2 separate regions of the Sus scrofa genome follow, and region 2 is linked to region 1. The links are chromatin contacts, called in public HiChIP or PLAC-seq maps. All regions are on one chromosome and are shown on one strand. Each heading gives the region's core, a stretch centred on a gene start, on an enhancer-like site or on the middle of the called end of the contact. The rest is flanking DNA. Distances are from core to core; before and after follow the strand shown. Region 1 holds the start of UBXN1 (UBX domain-containing protein 1). Region 2 holds the start of ASRGL1 (isoaspartyl peptidase/L-asparaginase).

Region 1 (7,313 bases), core at 2,705-5,204:
AGAGGTAAGTACCTATATCAGAACAAATTTTTCTCTATGTAATGCCAGTATTTTCTGCTTTCATTCAATACATTATGGACAATGTTCCATGTTGGTAAACAACAACCTCCTTAATTATGTTAAAAGCTGCGTAATTTCCCCGAGGAGGATGCTTCTAAACTGGCAGTAGCCATTCCTCTTTGTTGGAACACTGTAGTTGTCTTCAGCGTTTGCTGTGGACATCCTTATTTGTGTTTGTTTGTTTGTTTGTTTGTTTGTTTTGTCTTTTTGCTATTTCTTTGGGCCGCTCCTGCGGCATATGGAGGTTCCCAGGCTAGGGGTCCAATCCGAACTGTAGCCACTGGCCTACGCCAGAGCTACAGCAACACAGGATCCGAGCCGCGTCTGCAACCTACACCACAGCTCACGGCCACGCCGGATCCTTAACCCACTGAGCAAGGCCAGGGACCGAACCCGCAACCTCATGGTTCCTAGTCGGATTCGTTAACCACTGCGCCATGACGGGAACTCCCTATTTTTTCTTTTTTTCCAGCATACGGAGCCCCAGATCAGGCATCAGATCCCAGCTGCCATTTCAACCTACAAGGCAGCTGTTGGGAACACCGGATCCTTAATCCCCTATGCCTGGCCGAGTGTTGAATCTGTGTCCTGGTGCTCCTGAGGCACCTACTATCCCTTTGAGCCACAGAAAAAACTCCTGAGTTTATTTTTAAATTAACCGGATGTAGAAAAGTCTTTAAGTTGCTCCTTATTGCTCACTTTTACTGCTCTTATAACTTTTTTTTTAATTATAAAAGTAACACTTATACAGGAGTTTTCATTATGGCTCAGTGGTTAACGAATCTGACTAGGAACCATGAGGTTGCCGGTTCGATCCCTGGCCTTGCTCAGTGGGTTAAGGATCCGGCGTGGCCGTGAGCTGTGGTATAGGTTGCAGACGCAGCTCGGATCTGGTGTTTCTGTGGCTCTGGCGTAGGCTGGGGGCTACAGCTCTGATTCGACCTCTAGCCTGGGAACCTCCCTATGCCGCGAGTGCGGCCCTAGACAAGACAAAAAAAAGACAAAAAAAAAAAACACTTATACAAATTGAAATAATAGTAAAGAGGATAAAATGAAATTCCCTTCCTCTTCAAGAGGTAAGTACCTATATCAGAACAAATTTTTCTCTATGTAATGCCAGTATTTTCTGCTTTCATTCAATACATTATGGACAATGTTCCATGTTGGTAAACAACAACCTCCTTAATTATGTTAAAAGCTGCGTAATTTCCCCGAGGAGGATGCTTCTAAACTGGCAGTAGCCATTCCTCTTTGTTGGAACACTGTAGTTGTCTTCAGCGTTTGCTGTGGACATCCTTATTTGTGTTTGTTTGTTTGTTTGTTTGTTTGTTTTGTCTTTTTGCTATTTCTTTGGGCCGCTCCTGCGGCATATGGAGGTTCCCAGGCTAGGGGTCCAATCCGAACTGTAGCCACTGGCCTACGCCAGAGCTACAGCAACACAGGATCCGAGCCGCGTCTGCAACCTACACCACAGCTCAAGGCAACGCTGGATCCTCAACCCACTGAGCAAGGGCAGGGACCGAACCCGCAACCTCATGGTTCCTAGTCGGATTCGTTAACCACTGCACCACGACGGGAACTCCCTTATTTGTGTATTTCTATAGGGTACCCATCTGAAATGAGGTGAGAGAGGCAGTACTATACTATTTAATCATTATTTTATTATTGGCCCTCTGGAATAAACTTAGAATACATTTGTTACCTAGAACACTCATCACATGGCAGTGAATACTTAGTGACTTTTAAATTTAATTCCTAGAGTTCTTTGGTGGCTCAGTGGGTTAAGGATCTGGCGTTGCCAGAGTTCCTGTCCTGGCTCAGTGGGTAATAAGTCTGACTAGCATCCATGAATACGCAGGTTGGATCCCTAGCCTTGCTCAGTGGGTTAGGGATCCTGCGTTGCTGTGGCTGTGGTGTAGGCCAGCAGCTATTTGAACCCCAGCCTGGGAATCTCCATGTGCCATGGGTTCAGCCCTAAAAAGTGTGCGTGTGGGCACGCGTGCGTGCACGCGCACGCACACACACACACACACACAGGATCTGGCATTGTCACTGCTGTGGCACAGGTCGGATTCCTGGCCCTGGAACTTCTGCATGATGTTAAGGGTGCAGCCCCCAAAAGAAAAAAAAAAATTTTTTTGGTGGGGGGGAGTTCCCGTCGTGGCTCAGCGGGAATCCGACTGGGAACCATGAGGTTTTGGGTTCGATCCCTGGCCTTGCTCAGTGGGTTAAGGACCCGGCGTTGCTGTGAGCTGTGGTGTAGGTTGCAGACTCGGCTCAGATCTGGCGTTGCTGTGGCTCTCGCAGCTCTGATTAGACCCCTAGCCTGGGAACCTCCATATGCCGCAGAAGCGGCCCTAGAAAAGGCAAAAAAGACAGAAAAAGGAAAAAAAAAATTGTTTTAATTGACCCTGTATTTCCTCAGCATTTATTCATTTACAAATAATGAGGGCCTACTATCTCATTATTTAAAGATATGTTTTACATGCGTTCTCACTTGATCTCTATCACAAATCATTCCAAAAGATGGTTTCACATTTTCACAGATGAGACGTTTAAGGTTCTAACGGATTTGAAACCATAAGTAAGGCGCTGAGTTGGGATTTCAGCCCAAACTGCCCAACTCCAAAGCTGATGCTCTTTGCTCCACCACAGTGAGGCAGCATAGCATAGCAGTCTCATGAATGCACACTCAGTAGGTCTGAATCCTCGTGCTACTCCTTACTAGCTCTGTGACCTTCAGTAAATGATCTTTCTGTGCCTATTTCCTGTGATCGATAATAGTTTCTATAGCACATGGACTGTTGTGATGACTAAATATACATCAACTATAACAATCTCTGGTGCATATATTATTGATACCAGTAACTTATTATTACTCTGCCTCCTAATAAATATTTAAAGTTACCTTTAACTTAAGGGACCTAACAGCATAGGGGGCGATGGAGGGCTAAGCAGTCAACAAGACTACATAGCAGGGGGCTAAATGTTAATGGAATAAATACTGGAGCTAGGAGGTGGAGAGGGGGTGGTCAAAGCAGGATTCCCTCAGAAAGCAAACCCAGAGTCCAGTCCAAAAGGTGACTGGGGGTTATTTCCTGCCACAGAAGAGGCAGGAAAACCCAGACAGAAGAACTGGTATGTGCAAAAGCCAGGAAGAACTAGAAGGCCTGTTTTGCAATCTGCACTAGGTAACCTCAAGTGATGGGGGATGAACTCAATACTAACTACCAACATTTACACAGTACAGTTTTGTCTGGTGCCTAAGGTTCGTGCTATGGTTATCCTCGCTTTACAAATGGGACATTAACAAACAAACAAACAAACAAACAAAAAATCGGGTAGGAGGTTGCCAGACTACTGGCATTTAAGTTTCCTCCTGGGAGACTGGGGTGTCACAGAGAAGTCTTTTTCTGAGCCGAACTCATGGCATGGCATATAGAGGTTCCCAGGATAGAGGTCAAATAGGAGCTGTAGCTGCCGGTCACAGCCACAGCCACAGCCACGCCAGATCCAAGTCACAACCTACACCACAGCTCACAGCAATGCCAGACCCTAAACCCACCAACGGAACGGCATCTTCATGGATACCAGTCAGGTTCGTTTCCCCGGCTCCACAACAGGAACTTCTCACGGAGAAGTGGGTTTTTTTTGTTTTGTTTTTTGTTTTTGTCTTTTTGCCATTTCTTGGGCCGCTCCTGGGCATATGGAGGTTCCCAGGCTAGGGGTCCAGTCAGAGCTGTAGCCACCACAACCTTGGGATCCGAGCTGCGGCTGCGACCCATACCACAGCTCAGAGCAATGCCGGATCCTTAACCCACTGAGCAAGGCCAGGGATCGAACCTGCAACCTCATGGTTCCTAGTCGGATTCCTTAACCACTGCGCCATGATGGGAACGCCTCATGGAGAAGTCTTAATCAGGGAGGTGATGACAGGATCTAATCAGATATTGTGTTTTGCAAAGATCGCTTTGGCAGTGGGGGCGGAGGATGGCTCAACTCCCCCCAGAGGATGAGCAGGTCAAAGAGCGCATGCATTTCTATGGACATTGCTCTATAACTTTCCAAACGGTTTCGCTAAGGGGTCGTATCGGGAACTGGCTTCATGGGCCCATGGGTTTCAGGGGGGCATCATCCTTCCTCTCCACCACCGCCAAGGCGCCTCGGCTGAGGATGTGGAGCGGTGGCGTCCCCTCCCGTCCGCGACTCCCACGCGCCGCCGGTCGGGGTCCGCTCTGGGCGGGGGCGGCCGGGCCGGGCCCGCGTGGTCTGGCTCTCTGCGGCACCCGTCCACGGCCGCCTCCACGTGACCCAAACAGATTCGGGCACTTCCGCTTCCCCCGGGCTTTCTTCTCGTCAGTGTCCGCGGCCGGGCCGCTGCCGGTGAGTAAGCGAGCCCCGGGCTGGGGCTTTGGAGGCGGGATTGCGCGCCGGCGGGGGGCGCACCACGCCGACCCCCTCCACCCTCCTCGTCCCTCCAGGTCCCCGCGGAAGCGGCGGTGGCGGCGTCATGGCGGAGCTGACGGCTCTGGAGAGTCTCATCGAGATGGGCTTCCCCAGGGGACGCGCGTAAGGGAGCCCCCTAACGCGGGACCGCGGGGGTCGCGGACCTGCCCAGGCCTTTGCCCCAGCCTGGCCTCAGGCTCTCCGCCCCAGCCTGATGAGCGCCATGGCTGGTGGGCGCTATTCACGGTGTTTCTGCCCCCAGGGAGAAGGCTCTGGCCCTCACAGGGAACCAGGGCATCGAGGCTGCGATGGACTGGTGAGAGCTGAGACCGGGTGCAAGGGGCCTGGGGGCGGCTGGGAGGGGCAGTCTCAACGTTATGACCTTCCTCCTGACTTTCCCCGCCAGGTTGATGGAGCACGAAGACGACCCCGATGTGGACGAGCCACTAGCGACCCCCCTTGGACATGTCCTGGGACGGGAACCCACCCCTTCGGAGCAAAGTAGCCCCGAAGGTCCTGACTGAGGGACACAGCGTGATTATTCAGGAGGGCCCGAGAAGGAGGCTGAACGAGTAATAACACTGATTGTTTCTTTGCAGGACCTGGGTCTGCTGCCGGAGAAGGCAAACCCCCGTTGAGTGAAGAGGAAAGACAGGAACAGACTAAGAGGTGTGAGAAACAAGCCCACATTCCTGAGGGTCACCTCCCACTTCTCCCCAGTACACAAGTCTGATCAAAGAACCTCGAACTTTCCGCCTTCCCTCTGTCTTTCTTGGCTTTTTCCTCTTTGAGTCTTCCATCTGTTTTGGGACCGTGTTCGCAGATTTTGTTTTCCTGAGACTGCCGTCATAAACTCCCAGTTTACATTCATTTCTCTTGAACTTGCTGCGCCACAGGATGTTGGAGCTGCTGGCCCAGAAGCAGCGGGAACGTGAAGAGAGAGAGGAGCGGGAGGCCCTGGAACGCGAACGGCAGCGCAGGAGACAAGGGCAGGAGTTGTCAGCTGCCCGACAGCGGCTCCAGGAGGATGAGATGCGCCGGGCTGCTGAGGAGCGGCGGAGGGAAAAGGCTGAAGAGTTAGCGGCCAGGTCTGGGTGCTGGGACTGTTGGCTGAGATGAGGAAGGAATCAGGATTTGTTCTGTCCGTGTCTGACCTGCTTTGTTCCTGTCTGCGTTCCAGACAAAGAGTCCGAGAAAAGATCGAAAGGGACAAAGCAGAGAGAGCCAAGAAGGTAGGTGATTGGGAAGAGCCTGAGGATGATGAAGTAGGTGGGTCAGGAAGCTTTTCTGGCTTCAGAGGAGGAAAGGGTGGCCTTGGTGCCTGATTGTTTTATCTCCTTTGTCCTCCAGTATGGGGGTAGTGTGGGTTCTCAGCCACCCCCACCTACGACAGAGCCAGGTCCTGTTCCCGCCTCTCCCAGCCAGGAGCCTCCCACGAAGCGGGAGTATGACCAGTGTCGCATCCAGGTACTGATTCTGATTCCTGTCATGCTCCTGGGACCCCTTCGTTGGTTTCTAAGGGACCCAACTCAGCCCGGAGCTTTTTTCAGTTATGTTCCCCTTTGCCAAACCTCTCCCTTTTTTGTAAATGACTTTTGCAATCCTATCTCCTCTGCTCTTAGGAACGGTATCAAATTTCACTCGCCCCAGTCTTATTTAAATCCATACCCGTCTCTTATTCAGCAGTTTACCTTTTTATTTGTTCATAATGTTTTCATTTGGTTTATTATACAGCTGTTTGCATGCTGTGGGATCTGTCCAGGTATATGGTATAATCTTGTCCTTGTTTTCCATAAACTGTGAATAAGTCGGGAGTCTCTCTCCAGCATTCAGTAAAGCCGAACCTCAGTGGTTGGTCATTTAGATGCTTTAAATAGTAATTTTGCTGGTTCAGTCTCAGAGAGGAAGAGAAGCCATCATTGCTCTTCTTCTCCTTACCTGGGCCCCCTACTCAGCTTTGACGCTCACAGTACCATCTCTCCTGCTCTCTAGGTCAGGCTGCCAGATGGGACTTCCCTGACCCAGACGTTCCGGGCACGGGAACAGCTGGCGGCCGTCAGGCTCTATGTGGAGCTCCACCGTGGGGAGGAGCTAGGAGGGGGCCAGGACCCTGTGCAGTTGCTCAGTGGCTTCCCCCGGCGGGCCTTCTCAGAAGCTGACATGGAGCGGCCTCTGCAGGAGCTGGGTATGACACGTGGCACCAGAAACCAGGATTTGGGGGATAGGAGGCATCCATGAGGAGGGAAGGGGAGGTGCAAAGAGAAGGGACCTTGTGGAGATGGTGCGAGGCCAGGAACTTGGGGGAGGCAAGAAGCAGGTATTGCTGTGGTTCACACCTGTTTTCTTCCATCTTCAGGACTTGTGCCTTCTGCTGTCCTCATTGTGGCCAAGAAATGTCCCAGCTGAGAGGCCTTTTCCCACCATCCCTCTCTGACTTTTCCATCTTTGATAAAGCACTGACATCTTCCTAATAAATAGACCCTCTGAGTTCTGTATGTGCCTGACTCCTTCCTGAATGGCTAGGAAGGAAGGAAGACATTTAGAATAGACCCTATTCCTCATTTTATGTTTCCAAGGGAAACTGGTTTCTAATCTCTAGGTCTGAGAGGTTGCGCAGAGGTTGAGGGGGAGGTGGAGTATGGGGAGTCCACTGGGGAGCACCTTTTGCTGCTGTGGGTAAGGCAGGGCCGAAGCCTGAAATCCTTACTAGCGACGCGCCTTCTATAATTAAGCCTAGTTTCTTCTTTAGTAAAGCAGAGATGATAGTATCTGTTAATTGGAGTTGTAGAGGGTTAAATAATACTGAC
Region 2 (7,313 bases), core at 3,241-5,740, 280 kb after region 1:
GCAGAAATACTAGCGAGGCAGATTAAAGCTCTGGGCGACTCCCCAGCAGAGCTACAGAGTGCGATGTGGCTGTGGCTCCAGGTGTGGGTCAAGCAGTGTGGCAAGGAAAATGGAAGGGGACAGCATCCGCTGGATTTTGGTCCCAGCTCTGGAAGGGGACAGAAACACCACGTACCCCCCAACCCCTCCCAGAGCCACGGTTCCTAGCCGTGTGCACAGAGCTCCTCCAGGCGGAGTCTCAGGAGGGAATGAACTGCAGCGGCCTGGGCCAATCACTTGCGCCGACCGCTGGGCTGTTCTCTGATTAACCCCATGGCTTGGACAACGGGAAGCCCCTGTGGGGTCAGGATGTGTGGAGGGACATCTGGTTTTCCTGCAAGAGCCGGAGGCAGTCCTCACTGTCGTCTGTGTCCCTGCTCCCGAGGTGCTGACACCCTGTGGCTGTCAGGAAGCAGATGCCCTAGCTCCACACGATCCCTGGCAACTGACCCTTCAGGAGATCCTGAGATTAGATGATAAGAGTGTCCAGTGCAGCACTCAGGTGGGAAGGCCATTGCCAAGGGTGCTGGATTGCCCTTGAAATACAGTGACTTGGTTAATGCAGTAACAGCACATCCCGCGTGTTCTTAACGATGCCCATGGCAGGTGCCAAGGGAGTCTGAAGCCACTCACCAGAGTTCCCAACTGGAGAGGGACTGGCAAACGGATTATCTTAGCCTCCTCCCTCTGAGGGAGGGTTCTGAGCTTCCCTGGATTGTGTGGACTCTGCGTCTGACTTTAGCCAAGCTTTTCCCTGTGGCCGTGCAAACCAGGCAGCCAGTGTTGGGAGATGAGCGAAGCTGAGGCCCACAGGGGAACACCTTTGTCAAATCGGTAGTGGTCAGGGTCACATCTCAAAGGTTGGGGGAGTTCCCGTTGTGGCTCAGCAGAAGCAAACCCAACTAGTATCCATGAGGATGCGGGTTCGATCCCTGGCCCCCCTCCGTGGGTTTTAAGGATCTGGCATTGCCATGAGCTGTGGTGTAGGTCACAGACACGGCTCAAATCCTGTGTTGCTGTGGCTGTGGCGTAGGCCGGCAGCTGAAGCTCCGATTCGACCCCTAACCTGGGAACCTCCATGTGCCACGGGTGCCGCCCTTAAAAGAAAAAAAAAAAAAGGTTATGCTATGCAAGACTGGGCACAAGAACATGATATGACTTTGAATGGAGGTTCTCCCTCCCCTATAACCCACCAGCAGCAGGGCTGATAAAGGCGGACAATGGAATATTAAAGCAGTATGTTAAATGACTAACAGATCAAACCACCTTGGCCAGGTGGACTAAAGCACTAAGGCTTTCACACACTGCAGTGATCAAGCAGGTGGGCCCCTGCCCCTGTGCAGACTGGGGACCCTCTGAAACACCCGATACCGAGAAGCTGTGTCAGGAAACAGCCACTGTCCCGACTCTCACTGTGGATCAAGCCCCACACACCTGGGAAAGGAGTTATCTGCTAGAATCTGCAGTGGAACGTCCCATGGGGATGGATGAGGGGGCTTGACTCCATCTCCACTGGGATTCTGACGTCAGCCTCTAGCTGGACCCGAGGAAATGCATCACACCCAGAATGGACCGCGTGCCACTGAGAAAAGGAGGAGGCAGGGGTTCTGGTCTGGCGTCCCTGCCTCCACTCCAGCTCCTCAGCCTGACATGTATGGTTCGCAAAACCAGGTCAAGTTCCTGGGGTTGCCAGCTGCTCTCTCCTCAAGGCCAGGTGGGCATGTTCTGGTTCCCACTGGAATGATCGTTTGGCTGCTGGCTTTGTCCCCTCCACTGGCCTGGAGGACGTGACACCACACACAGAGGTCCCTACTAAAGTCACTCACCGAGCTGTGAAGGATAGCCAACAAGGCCTGTCTTTTTTTTAGGGCCACACTGGCGGCATATGGAAGTTTCCAGGCTAGGGGTTGAATTGGAACGGCAGCTGCCCGCCTACACCACAGTCACAGCCACATGGGTTCTGAGCCGAGACTGTGGCCTACATCACAGCTCAAGGCAACACTGGATCCTTAACCCACTGAGCAGGGCCAGGGATCGAACCTGCATCCTCATAGCTACTAGTTGGGTTCGTAACCAGAGCCATGATGGGAATTCTAACAAGGCCTGTCTCTACTGCACGCAGAAATGTCTCTCATAAGAACCCTCCTCCAAAATAGGATGGCCTTGGATGGCATTACTGCTTCGCAAGGAGGCACCTGTAACACCATCCAGACAGAATGCTGTGTGCGCACAGCCGAGGAGTCTGTTAAGGTGCTGTCTTCGTTAAATCACAGGAGAGCACAAGTGAACGCCCTCGGTGACCCGGCCCCTGCCTAGGGGACTTAGTAACAATGGTTTGAACCATGAAGCTCTCGGTGGAAAAAGGTATCACTGATTTGGGGAATTATTGCCTTAACTCGTATCTTTTTTGCATGTGCCTGTATCACTGCTGTGGCATCAGCTCCAACGAAGCCAGAGACCTGCCAACTGAGCCCCCAACAAGGGGTCAACTTTGTTGACCACTCAGGGCACAATGCGGAAGAGGGGGTGTGTGCGATGGCAAAGGCCGGTGATGAGGGATGGAGTGTTGGGAGGAATCACTGAGGACGACTGCCAGTCACCTGCAAGCGGGCCCCAAGGCGGTCAGTGGCCCTTCTGCCCCTCCCCTGTCCTTAGAATGTGCCCTCCACTTGCTAGTCCTGAGCTAGAAGCTGCCCAAGGACGCAGCTGTAAGAGAAAAATGTGTTGAGATCATCGGGGTGGTTTATGTGACTGGACCCAGATAAGAGCTCCATGCGGCTTAAAAAAATAAATAAATAAAATAAGGAGTTCCCATCGTGGCTCAGCAGTTAACAAATCTGACTAGCATCCATGAGGACGCATGTTTGATCCCTGGCCCTGCTCAGTGGGTTAAGGATTCCGCGTTGCTGTGAGCTGTGGTGTAGGCCGGCAGCTCCAATTTGACCCCTAGCCTGGGAATCTCCATATGCCATGGGTGCAGCCCTAAAAAGAAAAAAAAAAGGAAAAAAAAAAAAAAAAAAAGACCACATGGCTTTTAAGATTCTGGCTGGTTCAGAAAGAGGTCTATTTATCTTGCAAGACAAGCCTCTTCTGTATGTTCCATGCTTATTAAACCTGCCACCTACCAACCTGGAGTGGTCTGCCTTTTTCTTCAGTTCCTCCCTGTTAGATTACACCTGGCAGCTTCTGAGATTACCACCCAACAGGAGCCAACCCCTGCCCCCTAAAAAGATGGAATAAAAAAGGCCCTTGGTATGTGAATTCTAAGAAGCCGGGTAAAGAAAATGGGGTGCAGAACGAATTTTACGGTTCTTTAAAGCAACTTGGTCAACAGGTAAGGAGAGAAAAATGGAATCTCTTCAGCATATTAGATTTTTACCATAAAGCAGAAGAGCTCCACTGAGAAAGGTCCTATTTATTTGGGGGTGGGGGTGGGGACAAGCTTACTCCGGTCTGGCAGCAGTTGCTGGCTGCAGGGCAAACCTACCTGCGTTGAACTCGGCATCGTCTTCCAGGACAACGACGGCTCCTTCCACAGCGTCAACGGCGCTCCCTCCTTCTTTGAGGATGTTGTAACCCACGGTGGCGGCTTTGACGATGCCCTGGCGGACCCGCTCTTTCCGGTCCTTGGAGATGCAGCTGGCTCCGCCGCCGTGGACCACGATGACGGCGGAATTCATGGCGACGGATCCTAGGGGTCAGGAAGATGAAAGTCGTTTCAAGCGGGCCCCAAACCGCACGGAGCTAACGTCTCCTGCTGGGGACAAGGTTCGGTTTCTACTGGGCAGGGGTGGGGTGGGATGCAAGGTTTACAGCCGCAGGCAAATTCCTGAGATCCAGGGAGTACGAAGGGCAGAGGCAGCGAGGCCTGAACTTTGCACGAAAAGCGCAGATCGCCCGGCCCCGGCCGGAGGCACCTGCCGGACTCGCGGTGGTGGGGCGATGCTCCCCTCCCCGGAGCCCGCACCCCCTCCTCGCCGCCTCCTCCGGGCTCAGAGTCCCCGGGAAACCCCGGCTCCCGTCCCAGGCTGGGTCCTCGGCCCGGGAGGGGCGGGGAAGGCGCCCGGAACCTCCGCTCCAGGCTTCCTCCCGGGTCCCACATCGGGCCTCGGTTTCCTGGGGAGACCCGTTCCCCGCTCCCACCCCCGCCGCGGAGTCAGGGGCGCCTGAGGTCGCGATCTCGCCGGCGCCCTCCCGCCTCCAGCGCCCGGCACCGCGACGGGTGCTTCCCCGGGTCTCTGGCGAGGCTCCCGCAGGGCCGTCCACCTACCAAGGACGGTGAAGGAGGCGGACGCCGGGGCTTCAGGCCGGGCGGAGTTGCCCGCCGGCCTCGGAACCTGCACAGCCCAGTCCCTCCCAGCGGAGCCACTCGGGAAACCGCTCTGCTCGCAACCACTGGACCCGCAACGGCTGCGCGCCTGCGCGCGAAGGCCGGGCCCCGCCCCGCGAATTACCGTAAAGCCTCTACTGGCGGCCGCAGCACAAGCTCTTCTGTCCGCGTCGCCACTGAGGGCTGGACTCCGGCTGTCCGGCTCCTAGGACAGGGGTTATGCTGGCTCTTCACGTATGCGAGCTACCCAGTGGGATGCAGGGCACTCCTCCTGCTTATGAAACTGGGATGGTGTGGTGGCGTTGGCGAGATGGGTGAAGTGATGCCTCGCTGCACACACTAAAATCCTTCTTCGGCCAGAAGTGTTTCCTAGCCTTGCTAGTTATTCTTTTAAACGCAATCTCTTCCTTTCAATGTTCTCTCCGCTTAACATTTGATAAAGAACAGAAAGATAAACTCTGTAATTGTTCTGGATCTGTGCCTGGGGTGCACTGAAGGGTCTGAAACCCCTCCTCTGAACCTCAGGATCCCAGCTGTAAATTCCTTCAACTACAAGTGCCCTGATTTTTTGTGGACACTTTTCCTCCTCCTTGTCCCAGAGCGTTCCTTTAAGGCTCTGACCCCCTAGATGATTGAACCAATCACCCGTATTCACCCCCCCCCCACCAAATTGCCCTAGATTACTGTTACCATGGCGACCTAAAAATAGAAGTTTACTTTTCTATCCCCTAAGGCAACTGTGAGATGCTAGATTAACGGCATGAACTTATGGATACATTATTCTATTATGTAAAATAGCCCACAAAAGCTCACGGGGCCTGAAGCTTTGACCTGGGAGACATAAGCAGCAGACACTACATGCAGAGAGCACAAAGTCCTTTTCTAAGTCCTTTTGTCAGAGTCCACAGCGATCTGGATGAGAAGCCATAAGCAACCCAAAGTATCTCATTGACTTTCTGACTGCTCTGGCTAACACAGCTCTGCATTTGGCAATTGTTGCTTATGAAATTTCCCCTAGACAGCCAGGAAGCTATGAAAGTGCTCTCAACACTGGACTGTTTCTCGCAAAAGGCACTCTAGAAACTTCTTTTTTTAAATTTTTTTTATTTTTTATTTTCCCACTGTATAGCAAGGGGGTCAGGTTATCCTTACATGTATACATTACAATTACATTTTTTCCCCCACCCTTTGTTCTGTTGCAACATGAGTATCTAGACAAAGTTCTCAATGCTATTCAGCAGGATCTCCTTGTAAATCTATTCTAAGTTGTGTCTGATAAGCCCAAGCTCCTGATCCCTCCCACTCCCTCCCCCTCCCATCAGGCAGCCACAAGTCTCTTCTCCAAGTCCATGATTTTCTTTTCTGAGGAGATGTTCATTTGTGCTGGATATTAGATTCCAGTTATAAGTGATATCATATGGTATTCGTCTTTGTCTTTCTGGTTCATTTCACTCAGGATGAGATTCTCTAGTTCCATCCATGTTGCTGCAAATGGCATTATGTCATTCTTTTTTATGGCTGAGTAGTATTCCATTGTGTATATATACCACATCTTCCGAATCCAATCATCTGTCGATGGACATTTGGGTTGTTTCCATGTCCTGGCTCTTGTGAATAGTGCTGCAATGAACATGCGGGTGCACGTGTCTCTTTTAAGTTTTTTTTGTTTTTTTTTGTTTTTTTTTTTACTCTAGAAACTTCTTTCTCTTTCTTCTCTGGGTAGTTGCATCTGTGTGTCATAATCAAGTTGTGGCTGATCTGCAGCTACTTGGAAGACCAGCCTTCATCCCTCTGTCCCTGGGGTACCTCTTAGGGACCCAGTTTGACAGCACAAGCCAGGGGATGAAGATAAACTCAACATCTGTCTAAAGTCAAGGCCCTGGAAAGGAGGCCTGCCTCAGCCCAAAATGTGCCATACTGTAACCTTGACCAGGAAACCCGCAGTTCCTCCTGCTACGATTGCAACTTGACTGGATTTGCTTTTTGAGAAAAGACGTTAAGGTTTCAGTCTGCTGGACAACTCCTAACTCTGTCGCTGCTTTTTCTTAACTCTTCAAATAGTACATTTTGGTTCAAAATGCGGCATGAACCAAAGCGTAACTTTATATGGGGTCAGCAAGACCCAAATTTGTTAAACTGGCTTCCCCAAGAAGATAAGCTGGCTGTGTCGGTAACAGTCTCAAGAGGTCTTAGAAGGAAATGAGACCCTGAGTGATATGGGTCCCCTTCTCTTCTGTTGTTACAGCCTTGAAAGAGAGGGACAGATAAGCAGCCGCTTCTGTGCTGATAGATAAGGTGGGGGAATTTCACCAAGGATGTGGGCACCGGTCATGTCCTGGGGCTGCACAGTCAACATTAGGATCCACCTGGGGGACGGTGCCCCCAGTCCTGAACCCTGACCCCTGTGATGGGAAGGGTGAGAACCATGTAACCCAGCCATAGTCTCAGACTTTATCCAGTGTCAGAATCACTGTGGTTGCCAAGAGGGAGAGGGTTGAGAGATGGTTGGAGTGGGAGAGGGGGAGGCTGAGGTTAGCAGATGTGAGCTATTATATAGAGAATGGATAGACAACTGTATAGCACAGGGAACTATATGCAATATCTTTTTAATTGTTTTTTAGGGCCACACCCGAGGCATATGGAGGTTCCCAGGCTAGGGGTCAAATTGGAGCTGTAGCCACAGCCCTACACCACAGCTACAGCAACACTGGATCCAAGCCACATCTTTGATCACACCACAGCTCACCGCAATGCCAGATCCTTAACCCACTGAGCGAGGCCAGGAATCAAACCTGTGACCTCATGGATGCTAGTCAGATATGTTCCCTCTGAGACTCAACGGGAACTGCCTCAATATCCTATGAGAAGCCATAATGGAAAAGAATATTTTAAAAAAGAATACAGGAGTTCCTAATGTGTTGCAGTGGATTAAGAATCTGATGGC

What was found. HiChIP or PLAC-seq counts read pairs in DNA pulled down with a chosen protein or histone mark.
Region 2: a contact with region 1 is called in an H3K27ac HiChIP or PLAC-seq map of alveolar macrophages. The contact joins the promoter of ASRGL1 here to the promoter of UBXN1 in region 1. A contact is called at or near these places in 1 of 5 promoter capture datasets (fetal liver) and 1 of 2 datasets of contacts at active chromatin or transcription factors (alveolar macrophages).

Annotation. Positions count from the first base shown.
Region 1 is chr2:9,068,595-9,075,907 of Sscrofa11.1, forward strand. UBXN1 (UBX domain-containing protein 1) reads left to right here and starts at 3,955. Exons shown (of 9, transcript XR_002341466.1): 1 at 3,955-4,443; 2 at 4,542-4,629; 3 at 4,769-4,822; 4 at 4,913-5,019; 5 at 5,106-5,175; 6 at 5,403-5,594; 7 at 5,687-5,738; 8 at 5,857-6,691; 9 at 6,863-7,001.
Region 2 is chr2:9,348,894-9,356,206 of Sscrofa11.1, forward strand. It overlaps ASRGL1 (isoaspartyl peptidase/L-asparaginase), which reads right to left and starts at 4,491. Exons shown (of 7, transcript XM_005660800.3): 1 at 4,310-4,491; 2 at 3,527-3,730. The coding sequence starts at 3,719.